Regions from separate parts of the Mus musculus genome. Here region 1 is linked to region 2. The links are chromatin contacts, called in public Hi-C maps. All regions are on one chromosome and are shown on one strand. The core of a region is the stretch at or near the end of the contact, and the rest is flanking DNA. Distances in the headings are between cores, read along the strand shown. Region 1 overlaps Rsu1 (Ras suppressor protein 1). Region 2 has its middle 150 kb from the start of Pter.

Region 1 (4,315 bases), core at 1,008-3,507, 350 kb before region 2:
AAGACTTCTCTCTTCACTCTGAGGGCAGGAGACGAGGGAGGTGGGCAGAACAATCCTCAGCACGACGAATGACCCCTCCCCCCTGGCGTGCGCAAACGTGCAGCACCCTTGTTTAGAAACGGAAGGCTTTGAATGGACTGTCCTGAATAAATTTATCACTGCACAGCTAACTCTGTCTGCCAGGCTGCCATGGCACATACAGATCTGGTTGGAAGCTATTTCCGGGAGTTAGGCACCGTGAAGCAGAGCAACGGTCTGAGGCATGAATGGGCTTCTCTAAACATTATTTCTGTCTCCTTTCTGTTTTTATACCAAGAAAACATGCTCCCATCCTTTCAGACGTCGAGAAGTTATTTCTTACTGAAGGATTGTGGAGGGTTGCCCCCCTCCAAGTATTATTACTACTGACTAATTCTCGCTCCGTCAGTTGTGGATTTGAGTCAAATTTAATCTCATCCTCAACTTCACAGAGTATTTAATGTCATCTTGAGCTTGATTCTTTGATGATGTTATCTTTTAATTTTTAAGATGGCAGGACAAAAATGAAGCCCAATTTTCTCTTTAATTAAAAACAAGTCTGTATGAATCAGCATATGAACGATCAGAGAGAATCTAACTGATTGAAGTCTGAAAGCTTCTTTGCTTTAAGCAGAAATGGAGCTTCGGCCATGTTCTCTTTTAAGGCTTCTTCGCCCTCCCTACATCCCAACGTGTCTACAAATGGGTTGCAAGCCACCAAAAATGCACTTATAAATCTAGGATTAAATTTTACCATGATTACGATATTTACAGGTTGCTTGAGCCCATCAGAAATTCACTTGGAAATTCACCAGTTTTCTCAGGGAGGCATGGTAGCCATAGATACTGTGAGCCCAGGGGTAAAGTGATGTCTGAGCTTCCATATCTGATCAGTATCTGAGGCAAAACAGAATGAATTTTGGCATAAACTATATGATTTCCAGAAAAGTTACATTGATTTCCAGAAAAGTTACATTGTATAAAGTCTTCCCTGGACAGATACTTTTAGCCACCTGGAAGAGGCTCCTACTGAAAAGGAAAGACACCATTTTGTGGGTGTCTGAAAGAAAAAGCAATCATAGAAATGGTAATTTATGGGACTCTGAGTCTCTAAAAGCCTATTTACTACTTGGATAGCTAGCTACAAGTCAGAGAATAGGATTTTATAAATATGGCACTGAACTCACAAGAGAGCAAAGGAGCTCCTCAAGGAGCCCTAAGACTTTGTAGGGCATGGAAAACCAGAGGTTGGGGCAATCTCAGGCCTGCTCCAGAAACAACTCAGCTGAGAAGCCTGGCACTGGAGGGTTAGTTGTGTAGGGAGCAGAGGGCAAGGCCCAGGGTCCAGCTGAAGGGCCAGTCTTGCAACAAATCACAGATCAAGGCATGCAAAGTGGACGTGTTCTTAATGTAGGACCTGTGAGAGCCAGTGAGCATATGACCAAAATAGTGGACACATGACCAAATGAGTGTTTTGTGGTTGTATTAGAAAAAAAACACATGAATTATTATGTTCATCCTTTCTCTTTGCAAGTGTGAATGTATCTGGCAATGAATGGGGAGAGTAACTTTCCCCCAGGAGCATTCTGCCTCAAATGCACATGTAGCATGGTTCCCTGTTGGTGGAAGCCTCTGATAGCTGGTAGTGATGACCAGAAATGCTCTCTGGAGGAACAATTTCAGAGCGCAGCACCTTCAGGATCCCAACAGATCCAGTTCATGTGATGCTACCAAGAGGAAATACTGAAAGCCAAAATGTACAAGGTCCGGGGCCCACAGTAGACAACAAACTTAGAATTCCTGTGTAGTATGCCTTTGAGATGCTGGATCCTGGATAGAGAGAACACATGAAAAGTATAGTTTCATAAAACCAAGCAAAAATGAGACCATCCAAATGACCAGATTTTTAAAATTTGCTGGATCGAGTTACAGACTTGGAAATTATAGTAATGGTATCACAGTTGCCTTCATCCTTGCTGTGAGAAGAGCAGCTCAGCAAGGAGCCAGGCATCCTGGCTCACAGTTTGTGTGGCCAGCTGTGGAGAAGTCCTGACTACATAAACCACCTGGTCACATTGCATCCACAGTCAGCAACACACAGAAGGATCCTGTCACCTACCTCACGCCACCTTTTCAATTCAGTCCCAAGCTCCATCCAGCTTGTGTGCAGAATGAGTTGCCCCCGGTTAAACCTTCTTGGAAACAGCCTCACACAGTTGCTCAGAGTTGTGTTGTCATGGTGATTCCAAATTCAGTCAAGTTGATGGTGCCTATTCACTGTTATACGTGGTGATTTAAAACTCCTATATTTAGTATTGGTTTAAGAGATTGGTCTGGAAGATCATGAAAAAAATTATGCAACAGGAAGGAAAGAGAAAACTGGTAAAGAGCAGCTAAGGCATGGGGATAATAGAATGCCAAGGGCTCACACATGCCTATTTGACATCCCAGAACACTACAGTGTTGAACAGAGGTGTTATCAGGAACTATGAGTGACCTGAGACTTTACTCTTATGCTAATAAGTGTACCTGCCTCAGTTTTAGCGTTAATGGTCTAAGACATTGTACTTCTGAAATCAGACATAGAGGACCAACAAGCCACATGAGGTTCAAGATGGGTCCCCCTGCTCCCATGTCTCAGGAATTACACAGAGTGGTCATAGAAAATACTGGGCCTGTACAGGTTGAGGGCAGATGGGGTCCTAATGCTAAAAGGTGGAGGTAAATGGGAATTCCCATCTCTAACCAAGTTGCTGTCTCTAATTGATCTTACTCACAGAGGAAATGTGAGCTTTCTCCAACAGAGCCTCACTGGGTATACTACCCACTCCTACGAGTAAGCCCCAGGCCAATGCACAATGAACTCAATGATATCTTTTAGACATGTTTGTCATATATTGCCTTATTTTGATAATTTTCAAAATTCTTATTGGCCTTTGACTTATGTATTATGGTTTCCAATTTTGGTGTGTGTGTGTGTGTGTGTGTGTGTGTGTGTGTGTGTGTGTGTGTTATTTTCTTTCCTCTCTATCTCTCTTTCTCTGTTTAATTCTGGCTCATTTGGGCTTTTTTGTTTGTTTTTTTTTTCCTACTTGTTTTCTAAATTGAGAAAGGGAATGGGGGTGGGTAAGGAGGTGAGAAGAATTTAGAACAAGTTGAGAGAGAAGAAATCATGATTCAGATATATTGTATGAAAATTTGTCTTTTAATAAAAAAAATGAAGTGGCTCTACTATACAAATGTGCACTAATTCTGGGGGCAGATATTATCCTTACCACCAGACAGTGAGTGGATTCGACACTCTGCTCAAAGGAGCAACCAACCATCATTATTCTTCAAGCATCTTTTGAAAGTTATTGTAGAATCACAGTGGTCATGGCCTCTGCCCATAAAGCACACAGACGTGTGTGTCTCTTGAAGATAGATTCCCCAGTAACAGAGGGCATTTGGTTAAGGCGTAAAGACTTGAAGATGTTCAAGAATTTTAACCATTGGAACCCTCAGAGGATGTATATCACATACTAAGTGCCACAGTTAAATACATATTGAGACCTATCATGTTGAAACTGTAGGTCGGAAGACAGATCAAAAGACACCAGAACAAGCCAGCGAGAAACCTAGAACCTGGCAAACACATTCCACAATTTTGTTTTGGTGTTTGGTTTTTGTTTCATTGGGCTGTTTGTTTGTTTGTTTGTTTAATAGTGAAGAATTAAAAATAAACATGACCTTTAGGAGGAATCAGAAGAGGAAACATGGGTTGTCTTATCATGTAGACACCAAAGCCTATTTTAAAGCTATGCTAACCAACAGGTGTGGTAGTGCCGTGTATAAAGTTGGCCAACATAAAGGGCCAGTAGCAAATGGTAGAAAGCCCACACAGGTGTCACATGCATATGTGGCCACTTCCTCCAGGCCAGAATAAGAATTCAAGATGCCTGGGAGAGGTTGGGCCAACGAATGATGCAATTGCAAGATAGCATGTGTGGAATGGCAAAGCGAAATCAGATACTACACATAGAAGTGTTCTCTATATATTAATTATTGGAATATTTAAATCCTGAAGAAAAAGCTTAAAAGAAGGAAAATTAGAACTTACAGAGAACCCTAAAGAGAACATATTTATTTTGTCTTGTTGGCATTGCAAGGTGTCAAGCCCAGTACTACCTTGGGCATGCCAGCAGGTGACCTACCATTGAGTTTCACTGATAGCCCCAGGAATAGCCTTTTTCTCACACACTGAAGAAATATTTTTTACCCTGTGTATAACAAACAAACAGAAGGCAATAAACAACAA
Region 2 (4,770 bases), core at 1,514-4,013:
AATGCTGTTACAGTATTATCCAGTCTTCTGTTTCTTGCTCTTTTTCTTTTTCTGATTATATTTGATTGATTTTTTTTTTAAGACAGGGTTTCATTATGTAGACCTGGGTGGGTCTTGAACTTTTAGAGATTTTCTTGCCTCAGCCTCTAGAGTGCTGGGGATTACAGGCATGTATCACCACATTCAACTTCTGAGATTTTTAAAACCACAGCAATTTTGTTTTTGCTTATTTTGTATTGTTCCTTATTTTAGGGTATTTGCGCATGCAAATTTTCTCCTATGTTGAAGTGAACACTCAATGTAAAACGCACAACAGCCCTATGAGGTAAGTACCAGTGTCATCCACTTGACAAATGGAGAAATCATAACAACATAGTTTTATTAATTTATTGCTGACAGCAGCAGCTTGTAGAAAATGAAGCTGTGATTTAAAGTAGTGAAGCTCAGATCCTTAACTCTGCGTTGTCTAGGAAGAGGTGAAAAGTGACCTCAGGTTTTCCCAGGGGAGGGAGGAAGAAAAGAGAAGAAAAGAGAAGAGAAGAAAACTGACTAGATCATCCTCTTGTTCCCTGCAATGACAATCACATATAAGAAATGGATGCTAGTGAAAATCTCCACACAGAATCCTTGGATATTTTCCTCTCTTTGACTATTCATACCTTTCCCCGTGGCCTGCCCAACCCCAGCAATCACTTTAACCACAGTTCATGTTGTGAACCAAATTGACTTTACTTTCAGATACAGAGGCTATTGTTCAAATACTCCAGACATAGTTCACCAAGTGTACCAGAGAGGCCTGGATCTTGTGATGCTAACATGTTCCAAATGCTTCCAACAGTAACTTGTAGGAAAGTGAGTAAGACCACCATAAGGTCTCAACCAGCAGTTCTCTCTCATGCAATGCATTTTTTTCTACATTAAACATAGTAACTGACAGTGCTTGTCCATTCTGCTCAACTCTTTCAGGCCTCTAAGCTTCTAGTAGGAGATATTATATTGCCAATGAGAATCAAGTGTTCATTACTTCCAGTCCCTAAAAGGAACATACACTCTGGTGCCTGGTACCTGTTTCTCAGGTCTGATAAGACTAAGTGTGCTAGCTAGTTTATGTCAACTTCATATAAACTACAGAAGGAAGCCCAGATGAGAAAATGAAGATTGGGATATAGGCAAGCTTGGAGAGCATTTCTGTAATTCGTGACTGATGTGAGAAGACCTAGCTCATTGTGGATGGGGACACTCCTGCGCTGGTGATCCTGGGCTTTTAATAAAGCAAGACACAAAGAGCAAGGCAGTAAGAAGCATTCATTCATGGCTCCTGCATCATCTCCTGCCTCCAGATTCCTGCCCAGTTTGAGGTCTTGCCTTGGCTTTCCTGGTATACCATGAATCTGGATATATAGGGCAAATATACTCTTTCCTCCCCAGGTAGCTTTTAGTAATGGTGTTTCTTCAAAGCAGTAGAAACCCTAACACACCAAGAGAAAGATCAGAAATTCTTTGCTTAGTTTCTTCTGTCTGACCAACTTAAGGGCTTCTAACTTTGCACATAAGCAATCTGTGACCAGATGGCCCCAGGCCCCCATACTGCTCTATTTGCATAAGTTTCTCGAACTTTCTTTGCAGATCTAGAGTGTCCAGGACCAAGCATATGAGATAGTTTTGTCTTCTTTTTAAACATTCCATTTTAAGATGATTTGAGAAAAGTTGTGTCTAGGATATGTAGACACATTTATTCAAATTTGCTGTCTTGCCTAGAATTCTAAGTACCAAATTACAAGCTACCAAATGGAGAAAACCATAACTCTTAACAATTTTCCAGATACAATGTTGTCAACTGCCATGGCATTGTTGCATCTAGGTAATGAGAATGGATTTGGAGTTTTGGCAAGGCTGTTCATGGAAACCCCATCAATTCAACAGTAGACATTATTAGAGGAATTTGAAGGAGCAAATATGGGGATGCTGGTCTTATCAGAAATATACAAGGGGAAAACTAGCTTGAATTATCTGTAAACCACCTTCATTGATATCACTTCTCTGAGATGAGCAATTCTATTTAGAATGACGACTGCTCATCTTTCTACCCAGAGAATTATTTGATAGAAACATCAAGAAGTTGATGTAATATTTTAAATGATGCTCTGCTTTTTGAACTCTGAGCACTTCCAAGCACTGACACTATTCCCAGTGAACCCCAGAGCTAAAGTAACAATCACCTTGACGTTCTTACATGATGTGAAGACCTAAAGAAAGTTGAACACCTGGCTTGTACCTAAGAGGAGCCCTGAGAGCCAAGAAGCATGAAAATTGGAATTCTTGCTTCCTCTGTTGTCCTCTACAGTGTCTCTTGCCTCTTTGCTAAATATCAAAGATATTTATGCTTAAACAAATGTCTTCCTCTTAAGCATCCTCTCCTTCTGGCAGATAAGTCATCCTACTGAATTGGAGGCACTTTCCATGGCAACAGACCGTGATGTCAGAAGCAGCATGCCAAGCAATTAGATCTTGTAGGTGCCACAGTAGGAAATACTCAGCTCTGAGGATGATGGCAAGGCAGAGCTGCTGTAAGCCAGAAGGAAACTCAGCAGTCCTTGTGTCTAATGCTTTCTCTGAAAGGCCCAATGGCCAGAGGTGGTGGAAAGCAAATGAAGCTGGGTGAGAGTGAAAGAGGATTTCGAGACAAGACTTTAAAGGGGAAGTGCATTGAAGGAGATTTGTAGAGGGCCACAGCCAGATGGCTGGCAGTCGGCCATGATCCATAGCTTTGATGCTATGCAGGTGTTTTCTGAGGTGTTGAAGAGTAAAGCTCCAGAGACTCCCTGTCTCATTGAGAGGGACAAAGAGTCAGGACCTGGGGAAGGAATAGTCTGTTCTCCCACCTTGTGCAGCAGAAGTGTGGGGACTTTGGCAGTTAGACTGCTTTCAAGGAAAGAGCACCTTGACAACACCCACTGAGACCAAAGATCTGAGGGTACTCTAAGGGGGTGAATCAAGAGGAGGCAGTAGATGTTGTATCCCACTGTTGCTGATGTGAACAAAGGATCCAAGAGTATTATAAGACAAACTAAAAAAAAAAAAAAATCCCAGCCAATGTTTAGCAGGTCTTTATCAAATATACAAGAGTTTGAAACCAATACCTGTGAAATACCAGAGAAGTTTTTTTTTTTTAAATACACAGAGCAGTAATACAGTATGGATAAATTTGGACCACATATGGCTTCTTATGTAAAGGAAAATTTCTTCTCCTTTTAGTAACACATTGTCTGCTGCCTGTGATCAGCACCTCCTGCCATATGTTCCTTAAACAAGCGGCTGTGAGGCAAGAAGCAGCCCGGTAATTAAGATCAAATGAGCCAGATGAAGAAAAGGAGCTGGGTGAACCACATGCAGGCAGAAGCCAGTCTTTTTCATCTTGAAACAGGGCAAGACAGACAGACAGATGACAGACGCAGAAGAAGGAGGAATCTCAAGTCTTTGCCCATAGACATATTGCAGGCTTCAAATGCAGTCAGCCATCTCTGGATTGTCTCCAGAATTCATGCATTTGTTTTCAATTATTCCTAGTTCCATTGATTGCTTCTATTGAAGAACATGCTGTTTGTTGGAGGTCGAGGCTCTCCTATGGCCCACAGTTTATTTTTAATGACAAAATCAAAAATAACTTGAAACCTATTACAAAATAATTTGGATTGAGCCTTAAATCACTTTTGAAGATTCTTTGGCCTCTAATACATTGTAAACAGGGAAGTTGAGGTACAGAGAGTAAACAACTTTGAGTGGGTAACTTTCCTCTGGTTGCTGAATTAGAGTAAGAACACAGATTAGAAGCTGAGGTCTCTGAATTATGAGGTCTCACTCCATAATTCTCATGTTTTTGAATTTTTAAATTAGATATTGTCTTCATTTACATTTCAAATGCTACCCCCAAAGCCCCCTATACCCTCTCCCCCACCCTGCTCCATAATTCTCAAATTTGAGTGCACACTGAATGTCTTTAGAGGTCACTAGACATAGTACTGCAGTCTCCACTACTTGAAAAGCAAAGGAATGAGGGTTGCAAGTTCGAGGCTAGCCTGAGAGACTTAATAAAACATAAAATATATGGGCTAGATAAATGACTCAGTCAGGGAGAGTGCAAGTACTCTGCAGAGAGCCCAGGTTTTGTTTTAAGCCTCATTTAAGGAAGATCATGAACACCTTTATCTCCAACTCCAGGGATATCCAGTGCTATCTCCTTGCCTCTGCAGGTACCTACACACATACATGCAGATACATAATTAACAATAAAAACTGTGTGTGTGTGTGTGTGTGTGTGTGTGTGTGTGTGTGTGTGTGTGTGTGTACATGAACGAATTGGTAATATATCTCAGTAGGAAAGTGTTTGCCAGGAATTTCCAAAGCTGTGCATTCAGTCTGCAGTGCCAACAATGTAAAACCCCAAACAATCAAATAAGAACATGGAGGACTTCTTAACAGGCAGGTGAAATTTTCCCCTATACAAGAAAGGACTTCAAATACCCATTCCCACTGACATGATGGTCAAAGTTACTGTGAGACAGGAACTATGAGATGTGAATTCCATCCTCTAGTTTAGATAGGCTACATTCTACAGAAGTAGTATAGGAATCCTTGGGTTTCCATGGTGATGGCTCAGAGAATGCCATTTGTGTGCGATAAAACTCTCCAAAGAACCAGGTGGAAGAAATAAACCACAGAGGTCCAGGCAGCGAGTGCCATAGCAGCCTATTTTGCTTGCTAACAATCATG

The links. A called contact is a pair of places that touch in the nucleus more often than the background predicts.
Region 1: a contact with region 2 is called in a Hi-C map of cortical neurons, with 2.0 times the contacts expected there. The contact joins two enhancer-like sites. A contact is called at or near these places in 2 of 484 Hi-C or Micro-C datasets (both in cortical neurons).

The regions. Positions count from the first base shown.
Region 1 is chr2:13,125,358-13,129,672 of GRCm38.p6, reverse strand. The region is part of intron 8 of Rsu1 (Ras suppressor protein 1); the gene reads left to right. Among named protein-coding and RNA genes, the nearest start is that of C1ql3, 120 kb to the right of the region's middle. Within about 2 kb of position 2,257, at least 1 of the 459 cell types and tissues checked has an H3K27ac peak or open chromatin away from gene starts, as enhancers often do. A contact at or near this core is called in cortical neurons, where this site is marked.
Region 2 is chr2:12,775,629-12,780,398 of GRCm38.p6, reverse strand. No RefSeq gene overlaps it. Among named protein-coding and RNA genes, the nearest start is that of Pter, 150 kb to the left of the region's middle. Within about 2 kb of position 2,763, at least 17 of the 459 cell types and tissues checked have an H3K27ac peak or open chromatin away from gene starts, as enhancers often do. A contact at or near this core is called in cortical neurons, where this site is marked.